3 separate regions of the Mus musculus genome follow, and regions 1 and 2 are each linked to region 3. Evidence: chromatin contacts called from public promoter capture Hi-C data. All regions are on one chromosome and are shown on one strand. The core of a region is the stretch at or near the end of the contact, and the rest is flanking DNA. Distances in the headings are between cores, read along the strand shown.

Region 1 (2,700 bases), core at 48-2,547, 430 kb before region 3:
AGCCACATGCTACTCAACACTTAAAAACGGCATGCACCACTACGGAAATAAATTCTACATTTTAATCTGTTTACATTTTGAGTGGCTACATGTGGTCATAGCTACAGCAAAGATCTAGAACAAAGAGTGGAGCATGAAGCAGTTGATACTATCAAGCACGGTGGATAAGCCATATTTACAGCCATTGCTGAAGTGACTATGTACAGGTCTTTTGTATTGCAATTACAATACTGATTTCAGTTCTCAGGAGGCAGAGGCAGGAGGACCTTTGTAGCTCCAGGCCAGTGAGGGCTACACAGTGAGACTTTGTCTTGGAACAAACCCAAAAAGAACAAACAAACAAAACACAAAATACAATATAGAGTTCACTTGTCTCAACACGGGCTACCTCAGCCCTGCCAACAAATAAGTCAGAAAGGAAAAACGAACAAACAAAACATCTTCATGTAATACAAAATCAGGCCCAGGTCTGTGCCAAGACACACCAAAATGTGCTAGCGTGCAAAACACAAAGCAGTTCCTGTTTGCCTATTTTTAATTCTTACTGGAGGAAGTAAGTCTTTATCAAGTCTCATGTCTGGGTCACAAGCAAACAAGGGCTCTGTTAATTAAACAAAACAAAACAAAACCATGCATTACTAAGGAGGGCTGACTTCACAGGCAACCTTTGGCACGTCCGTGCTCTCCAGTCTCTCGCCCAGATCTCAGCCTTAATTTTTTTAAAGATCTATTTATTTATTATTTATTTATATGAGTACACAGCAGCTGTCTTCAGACACACCAGAAAAGGGCATCAGATCCCCATTACAGATGGTTGTGAGCCACCATGTGGTTGCTGGGAATTGAACTCAGGACCTCTGGAAGAGCAGCAGTCAGTGCTCTTAACCGCTGAGCCATCTCCCCAGCCCCAGATCTGTCTTGAGACCTGGAATGAATGAGCCGGCCACAGGCAGCCTGGCCCCGAGGCCTGCTCGCTGCAGGGGCGGCGGAACTTGGTGCAGGAGGGGAGGGCGCAGAGAAAGGCCATGGCAGAGAAGCGGGGACCGGACAGTCCCGGGGATCCGGGACCGACTCCCCGAGAGCGGTTCGCGGTCCCCTCTCCCACTGTCGCCGCGGCCGAGGACGTTACCTGCGCCGTCAGGCCTTGCTCCTCGTCGTCCTGGCCGCTCAAGACGCGCCGCAGCTTCTCCATAGCCCTGTCCTCTTGCCACGCCGCCGACCCCTAGCTCGTCCGGCCCCCACGCCCACCCGGAAGCCCGGAATCCGCACCTTCAAGCGCCGGCCGGAAATCCGGACTTCCGCTTCCTTCAAGCATGCGCACCTCCTTGCTCTTTAATCTGCTGGGGCGGGCCTGATTACGTCACTTCCGGCGCGCCCACGGGTGCCCGCAGGGGGCTGGTGAGTGGCTTTTCTTATCCTCAAGATCGTTCAGCCAGCCAGTAGGGAGGGACACAGTTAGAGCTGTCTGTCCGGCCTGGTGCAGAGAAACAGTGTCCAGTTGCATGACTGTCCAGGCACTGAGTGACAGGTCCTGCCCCGATTGTTTTGGGTTGGAGAGATGGTAATGAAATGGCCTTTATTTTAACGATTTCACTAACAGCTTCCTCCTTAAAATTGGATCAAGAAAAAAAAAAGGGTTAATTGTCAATCCTACTGCCTCGCGAAAGGCAGTCATTACTAGAGAAGGGGATCTTTTACAGATGAAACTGCTCCAGCGTTCTCAGGGAGTTAGACCTGAACGAACAAAAGTGCGAAAGCCCCGTCCCTTTGCCCTTTGAAAGATTACAAAGATGATAACGAATGTACAATAAAAATCGTCCTTGATGTCCAATAAAATAGTTTTTAATATGGCTACACGTTTTCCCTTTGAAGTATAGTAACTTCTATATTAAAAAATCTGATAACAGTAGTTATGAAAAGTCTGTTTTTCAATATATATGAAATTGCCAGTACTCACAATATAGTTGAAACCTCGATTTGAAGGAGTCAGTATGTACTTGAAATAATTAGTGGCAGTTTAAAAATTCTGGTGACATATACATGGATCTTAATGTCACAGTGAAACCCATTAATTTGTACAAATGATAGGGTGTTAATTATAGTAACAAGAATAAACAACGATCCTAGAATGTGTTGCAGACAGAAAGCTATTTAGTAACCCAGTTTTGCCTGAGACTTAACCTCTTAGTGTTCTGATTTGATATATATGTGACCCCACCCCCTTCTGTCATTTGCCTGTGTGTCTGTGTACCATATTCATGCACAGCCCATAGCTATCAGAAGAAGGCATCAGATTCCCTAGAACTGGAATTAGGGAAGATTGTGAGCTGCTGTGTGGGTGCTGGGAAACTGAATCCTCTGGAAAAGCAGCCAGTGCTCTTAACCACTGAGCCCATCTCTCCAGGCCCCTGTCATTCTTAAGGCCGAGTACGATCTTATGTAGAATAGAGACCTTGGGCAACACACATGTCTTGAAGTGTAAATTGCCTGACAAATTTAATTATATAGAACAAAATGTAACTATTAAAAACAAGGACTGAGGGCTTGAGAGATGGATCAGAGGTTAAGAACACTGGATGCTCTTCCAGAGGCCCTGAGTTTGATTCCCAGCACCCACTTGGTGACTTCCAACCACCTATAAAGGGATCTGATGACCTCTTTTGTCATGCAGGCATACATGCAAATAGAGCATAATAAATA
Region 2 (2,749 bases), core at 12-2,511, 400 kb before region 3:
TAAAAAGCAGCCCTCCACTTATCTAACTTTAAAATCACAAGAAAATAAAACTATGCTTGGAAATATTGTAATCGGTTTCTAAATTTTGTGAGATCCTTAAAATAGAATCAGGCACCAGGAAATTATAACTGAAAATGAATTCTGGAAAGTGCTTCTTCAACCTCTCAATGTCAAGCCCTCGGGACACACACCTTGCAAGTAAATGCCTCTTCTCAGACGCACTGCGTGGCTGCGACACATGATTGTCCGGTCCCCCTCCCCCAAGCACCGTCAAATGGAAAACAAACAAACAAAAAAACAAACAAAAAACCAAAAAAAAAAAAAAACCCCGCCCTCTGTGCTGCAAATTCTAGCTCCCATTACCCGGATCCCGGCACATTCCAGCACCGCTCCCGCCAAGTCCCGGGCCGGGAGACGAGGAGGGGGATGGTAGCACCCAGTGTCCCCACGTCAACCCACGCAAGGGCATCCTGACTGCCTGCCCAGGAGCGGTGTTCGTCCGGTCGGTCACGAGCCGGAGCGGCGTCCCTGCAGTCACACCGCGTCTTTCAGTCAAGGACTGGAGCTCTGTTCCCTGTCACCAGCCATTCCCTGGGTCGTCCTGCCCGGGAGCGCTGTCCGCTCGGTCACTTGTCGTCCTCTCAGTCACGGGTGGGAGCGCTGTCCCCTCGGGCATGGGTGGGAGAGGCGTCCCCTCCGGCACAGGTTGGGGCGGGGTCCCCAGTCACACCATGTCTTTCAGTTCGCGGGGCTGGAGCTGTTCCCTGTCACCTGCCATTCCCTAGGTCGCCTTAACCAAGAGCGCTGTACCCTCAGTAACCTGCGGTCCCTTAGGTCACGGGTGGGAGCTACGTCCCCTGAGTCCTGCTGTCCCTTCAGGCACGGGTGTGAGCGCTGTCCCTTCTGCCCTCCTAGTCACAGGTAGGAGCGCCATCCCCTCGGTCACTTGCTGTACCCTCGGGAGCGCCGTCCCCTCGGGCACCGGTAGGAGCGCGTTCCACCCGTGCGCCGCTCTCCTACCTTGGCACGGCGCCGCAGGGTTTTCCCGCAGCGGGCGGCTCCCCCACGGCCTACCATGACGCTCACCTCATGAGATAGTCCCGGAAGTCCTTGCTCCGGACATAGTCCGCCGCTTTGCGCACCAGCGCTCCAGCCATGGCCGTGCCGTTGGCGGTGAAGCCGCTACCTAGACAGATGACACCGCTGTGGACTCGGCTGAGGCCCTCGGCGCTCTCACCCCAGCGCCCGCCTCACGACACTCGGAGAAGCCTTACGACCGCTCGGCGCTCCACCAATGAGAACGCGCTAGACCGCAGAGCGCGTCCGGGATTGGCTGCCGCGGTCGACACACCCCCCGCCTGCCCTCGGGGCGGTGCGCGCCGCGGGGCTGCCGTCGTAAAAGGGCCCGGCGGCCCGGACGACTGGCGGTTGCTAGGGGCTGCGAGGGTGACACTCCTCTGCCCGGGGGTCCTGGGCAGGCTTCCGGGGTCTCAGCGGGGCGTGGTGGGCAGGTCGGGCTCCTGTCACCCCTCGCCTGTCCCTTTGCCCCGCGGGCGGCTGCACAGAGACGGTGAGATCCTGCAAACCGGCGGCGACCGGCTTGGGATGGAGTCACCGAGTGCAGAGGAGGGAGGCAGTTAAAAATAGCTAAGAGCCTCAGTCTCCAGAAGTGTGGCTGCCCACGTGTGGAAAGCACAGGTTACATAAGTGCCCGGAGCGTGCATACTGCAGCTTTAGCCTGTACACCCGCAGAGGCTCAGAGCCACACCCCAGACATGGCGGGGGGGGGGGGGGCAGAATGCAGAGAGAGTTGAGCCGGAGGTAATGAGAAGGGCCTGGCTACATTTCCTGTCACCACTACCACTCTTGAGGAGAGGAAAGGTGACAGAATCCCTTCCGCCGTAAACCGGATCGCGTGAAGAACACAACTGCCTTCAGGCTGCTCGCAGCCACACCCGAGTAGGCCACACCGCGCTAAGGGTCGCTAAGGCCCGTCCCCTGAGTTCGTGCCAGTGTCAGTCTTTGTTTACCAAAAGGAGGCTGAAGACGACCTTCCCCTTATAGGGAAGGGTCTGCAGGGCCCGGACTGCAGCGCTCTTGCCAGGTTTGCTCCGGAAGCCCTGGCTGTGTTCCATCTCCAGCACTGCCGTAAACCAGGCTGGGTGGTGGGAAGTTCAAGGTCACCACTGAGTCCTCGGGGTGGGGCTTGGGGCGAAAGTTATTAAACGAATGGTAATCTTCTGTGGTTTTCCCCTTCTATGCATAGTAAATATGTGCAGCTTTTCTCAGATTTAATTTTTGCCGGTTTATTCTAACAATCTTCCGAGAATAGAGGGGACTCTCTTCCTTACCAAAACCGAACCTGAAGCGGGCCTTGGTGGCAAATGAGTTTGATCCCAGCACCGAAGATGCAGAGGCAGAGGCAGAGGCAGGAGGATTTGAGTTCAAGGCCAGCCGTGTCTATATAGCTAGTTCTGTAGCCCTGGCTACTCAGAGAAACCCTGTCTCAAACAAAATTTAAAAAACGAAAAACAAAAAACAAGGCCAGGCAAAAAAAACAAAACAAAAAAAAAAAAAAACACACAAACAGCAACAACAACAAAAGCACAATTTGGGGATTATACCTCAAATCAAGGAAAGTTGAGTAATTTAGAATGCCACTGGGGAATATGAAGTCTGGAATGCACTGGCAGAAATGAATATAGGAAGTTAAACCAAACACTCAAGGGAATGCATAAGTATTAAGAAT
Region 3 (2,797 bases), core at 35-2,534:
TTCTTCCTGTATGTAGTGCTTAAAATTCATTCCTTTCTTAGATATGCAAATGTATAGGTTTTTTAGGTTCTGATAAAAAAAGGTCTCAAATCAAAGCAAATTTTTGTAAAATGAAAAAAAAATCTTTAGAATTCCATAAATTTGAAAAAAAAAACTACCTCAAGATATGTTTAAATATTCTTAATATAGTATAGAAAAATCGTCCAACAAAAAACTCCTAGAAAATGTTGTGGTGTATTTACAAAGTATTTTTATGTATAAAGACTTTAATTTTTGTGTTCCCCAGCACAGCCAAGAAAGTCTCCTCCTGTGGATGAAGAGTCCCCTTTCCATCCATCTAGCAACATCAAGAAAAATTACTTAAGGCTGATTAATTAAACTTAATGCCAATTTTTTACTTCCTGTGACAGACAGCCCAGAATGAACCCAAGTTCATTCTTCAACGCGGTTGTCGATATGATCCAAATCCATCCGCTCAGATATAGACCTACCTAGCACCTGCTACATCACACATGATGGCACACGTGAGTGGCCTTTTCTCAGAAGCTCAGCGTCATCTCTGGTCAACACACCCAAAGCCAAACTGCTGATTTGAGAGTTCCAGAACCTTCTACCTCAGTCTCATCTCTATCGATGGCCAATCCACCCCCCGGTTCCTTGGGCCAGAACATTTTGATCATCCCGGATGTCCCTTTCTCTCCAACAGCGCACTCTTTCAGCAGATAGCCATCCGCGCCAGATATATTCGTTCAGAATCCAGCAACAGGTCACCACCTTTAGCTGCCGTTTCCCAGGTTGCTTTCCTGCAGTTGCCGTCACACAGTTCTCTCTGCCCTAAGCGTCTGTCTCCCTTGCATCCCTGCAAGCCAGAGTGATGTTTCCCATACACATAGCAGACTTGTCTCTGTATCCTTTTTGGTGGCTTCCTAACTCACTCAACAAAACAAGCAGGCCAAAGGAGGCCCAGTTTGATCTGACATCGGACTCCTGCTTATGTCTCCCACCCTTTTGCCTTTACTTTCTCTCTTCCTGCCCCTGCTGGCTCTTAGCTCTCTCTTCCCGGCCCTGCTAGCTCTCTGCAGCTCCCGCAGCATTGCAGGCACGCTCACACTTTGGGCTTCTGCTCTTGGTGTTTGTTCTAACAGGAATTGTGCCCCAGGAGTCTGTTTGGTACACTACACCTTTGCTCAAAATGTCCCTTTGCAACAAGGCCCCCACAGGTTGCACTGCTTAAGGTTGCAACAGCCCCCCCTGCCCCCGCCCCCCAGCAACTGTCAGTTCCTCTTCCCAACCTTCCTTTCCTGCTGCATGGCATACAGCTGTTTCTGATACGCTAGGTGATTTAAGCTTACCGTTTCCTTGTGCTACAAGACGAGCGCTATCCGACGAGGATTCTCTTTCTCATCGCCTGTACCCAGAAGAGTGCTCAGTAGACAGAGGCCCACTACACAGGTCTTAAACAGTTGGGTCGCATGACCAGTGTCATCATTCAGGAGCAGAGACCCAGAGAGCTTGTGGAGGAATGGAAGCCTTCTTGGGTCCTTCATACCACAACAGATGCGAATACAAGTTCACGGCCCTCTGTTATCCCATGACTTTGACAAACTCAGGGAAGGTAACTGTTGAGGGGTCCTGGTCTCAGCCTTCCCATACTCGCTCTGCTGGTCTCTTGGAAGTTGAATCTGTGTTTCTCTCCCTTTAGTGTAGATGGAGCTGGCGGGCTTGCTTCTAGGCTTGATGGTGGCAGATGATAAACCAGACTGCTTGCATCTTGGGCTTGAAAGCCATTTTAGAGTAAAGACAAACCAGGTTCATTGCTGTTTAAAATTAAATGTCTGTTTCTCTTATATTTTTGGTTGTGAGCCTATCCTTTAACGGCTGAGCCATCATTCTCCTGCCCAAATGTCTGATTCTCACTACAAAGGGTTATGTACCGCCTGTTCCAGGAAATGGCAGCCATGCCTTCGTTCCCAAAGATTATTATGACGACGTTGTTATAACCATGTTGTTGTGACCACCTTGGAAACATTTCTCCGTATTATGTTATGACCTGTTATACTTATGTTCTGCTTCTGTGACCTCACCCATTTGCCTGCCAAATCCCCCATTTGGACCCCCCCCCACTCCTGAACTATACAAACCCCTATTTTACCTATGTCCAGTGCTAATCTCTTGAACCCCAACTTTAGTGAGAAAGAGACAGCTGTGTATACAGATGTAAAAAAGCTTGCTTTAATTAATTTGGCCATGATCATTTAGCTCAGTGGTCTTTCTCCTCGAGTCTACGGGTTTAACAGCAGAGCAATGGGCTCTCACTTCCGACCTCGTGGGAATTTTCACCAGAACCGTGGGAAATGAAGGGCTTCGTACAGAGTCTAACATGAAGTGGAAACATTTTACGGTTGGAATGTTCCTCAGGTCTACTTTCTGGGAAGCCCTAAGATTTCTTTTGGAACCCTTTTAATAAGTCAGCGTCAGGAATTGTTCTAAAGTGGCAACTGAACAGGCATCCGGTGTTTTGGCCAACAGCAGCAACTGATGTAAATTGTTCAAATTCATGTTGTGTGAGCTCACAGCCTTTGTAACTTTTTGTAACTCTTTGTAAACTCTTTGTAACTCTTTATAAACTGAAGAGGCAGGTTAGATCAACTGGAGTAAGAGGCTGCCTGGCTCAGTCTACACCAAATCCAGACCAGCCTGAGAGCATTAATTTAACATCACAGAAAATGCAAGCAGCACACTTCCATAATTTGTATTTTTAAGAATTATGTTGATGTTGTGACTGCTTCATTCTAAA

What was found. Promoter capture Hi-C pulls out the DNA fragments that hold promoters and counts their contacts.
Region 1: a promoter capture Hi-C map of hematopoietic stem and progenitor cells shows a contact between it and region 3, with 2.2 times the contacts expected there. The contact joins the promoter of 4930506C21Rik here to the enhancer-like site in region 3. A contact is called at or near these places in 3 of 39 promoter capture datasets (the HPC-7 cell line, hematopoietic stem and progenitor cells and neutrophils), 1 of 484 Hi-C or Micro-C datasets (regulatory T cells) and 6 of 115 datasets of contacts at active chromatin or transcription factors (bone marrow-derived macrophages, embryonic limb bud, memory CD8 T cells and 3 more).
Region 2: a contact with region 3 is called in a promoter capture Hi-C map of hematopoietic stem and progenitor cells. The contact joins the promoter of Mpc1 here to the enhancer-like site in region 3. A contact is called at or near these places in 5 of 39 promoter capture datasets (the C10 cell line, hematopoietic stem and progenitor cells, neutrophils and 1 more), 5 of 115 datasets of contacts at active chromatin or transcription factors (effector CD8 T cells, memory CD8 T cells, regulatory T cells and 2 more) and 1 of 9 other capture datasets (liver).

Annotation. Positions count from the first base shown.
Region 1 is chr17:8,309,715-8,312,414 of GRCm38.p6, reverse strand. It overlaps 4930506C21Rik (RIKEN cDNA 4930506C21 gene), which reads left to right and starts at 1,297. Exons shown (of 5, transcript NR_073374.1): 1 at 1,297-1,398. It overlaps Sft2d1 (SFT2 domain containing 1), which reads right to left and starts at 1,312. Exons shown (of 8, transcript NM_134114.2): 1 at 1,130-1,312. The coding sequence starts at 1,192.
Region 2 is chr17:8,282,299-8,285,047 of GRCm38.p6, reverse strand. It overlaps Mpc1 (mitochondrial pyruvate carrier 1), which reads right to left and starts at 1,261. Exons shown (of 5, transcript NM_018819.5): 1 at 1,087-1,261. The coding sequence starts at 1,157.
Region 3 is chr17:7,880,153-7,882,949 of GRCm38.p6, reverse strand. All of the region lies in intron 5 of Gm1604a (predicted gene 1604A), which reads left to right. Among named protein-coding and RNA genes, the nearest start is that of AU041480, 44 kb to the right of the region's middle. Within about 2 kb of position 1,284, at least 9 of the 459 cell types and tissues checked have an H3K27ac peak or open chromatin away from gene starts, as enhancers often do. A contact at or near this core is called in hematopoietic stem and progenitor cells and neutrophils, where this site is marked.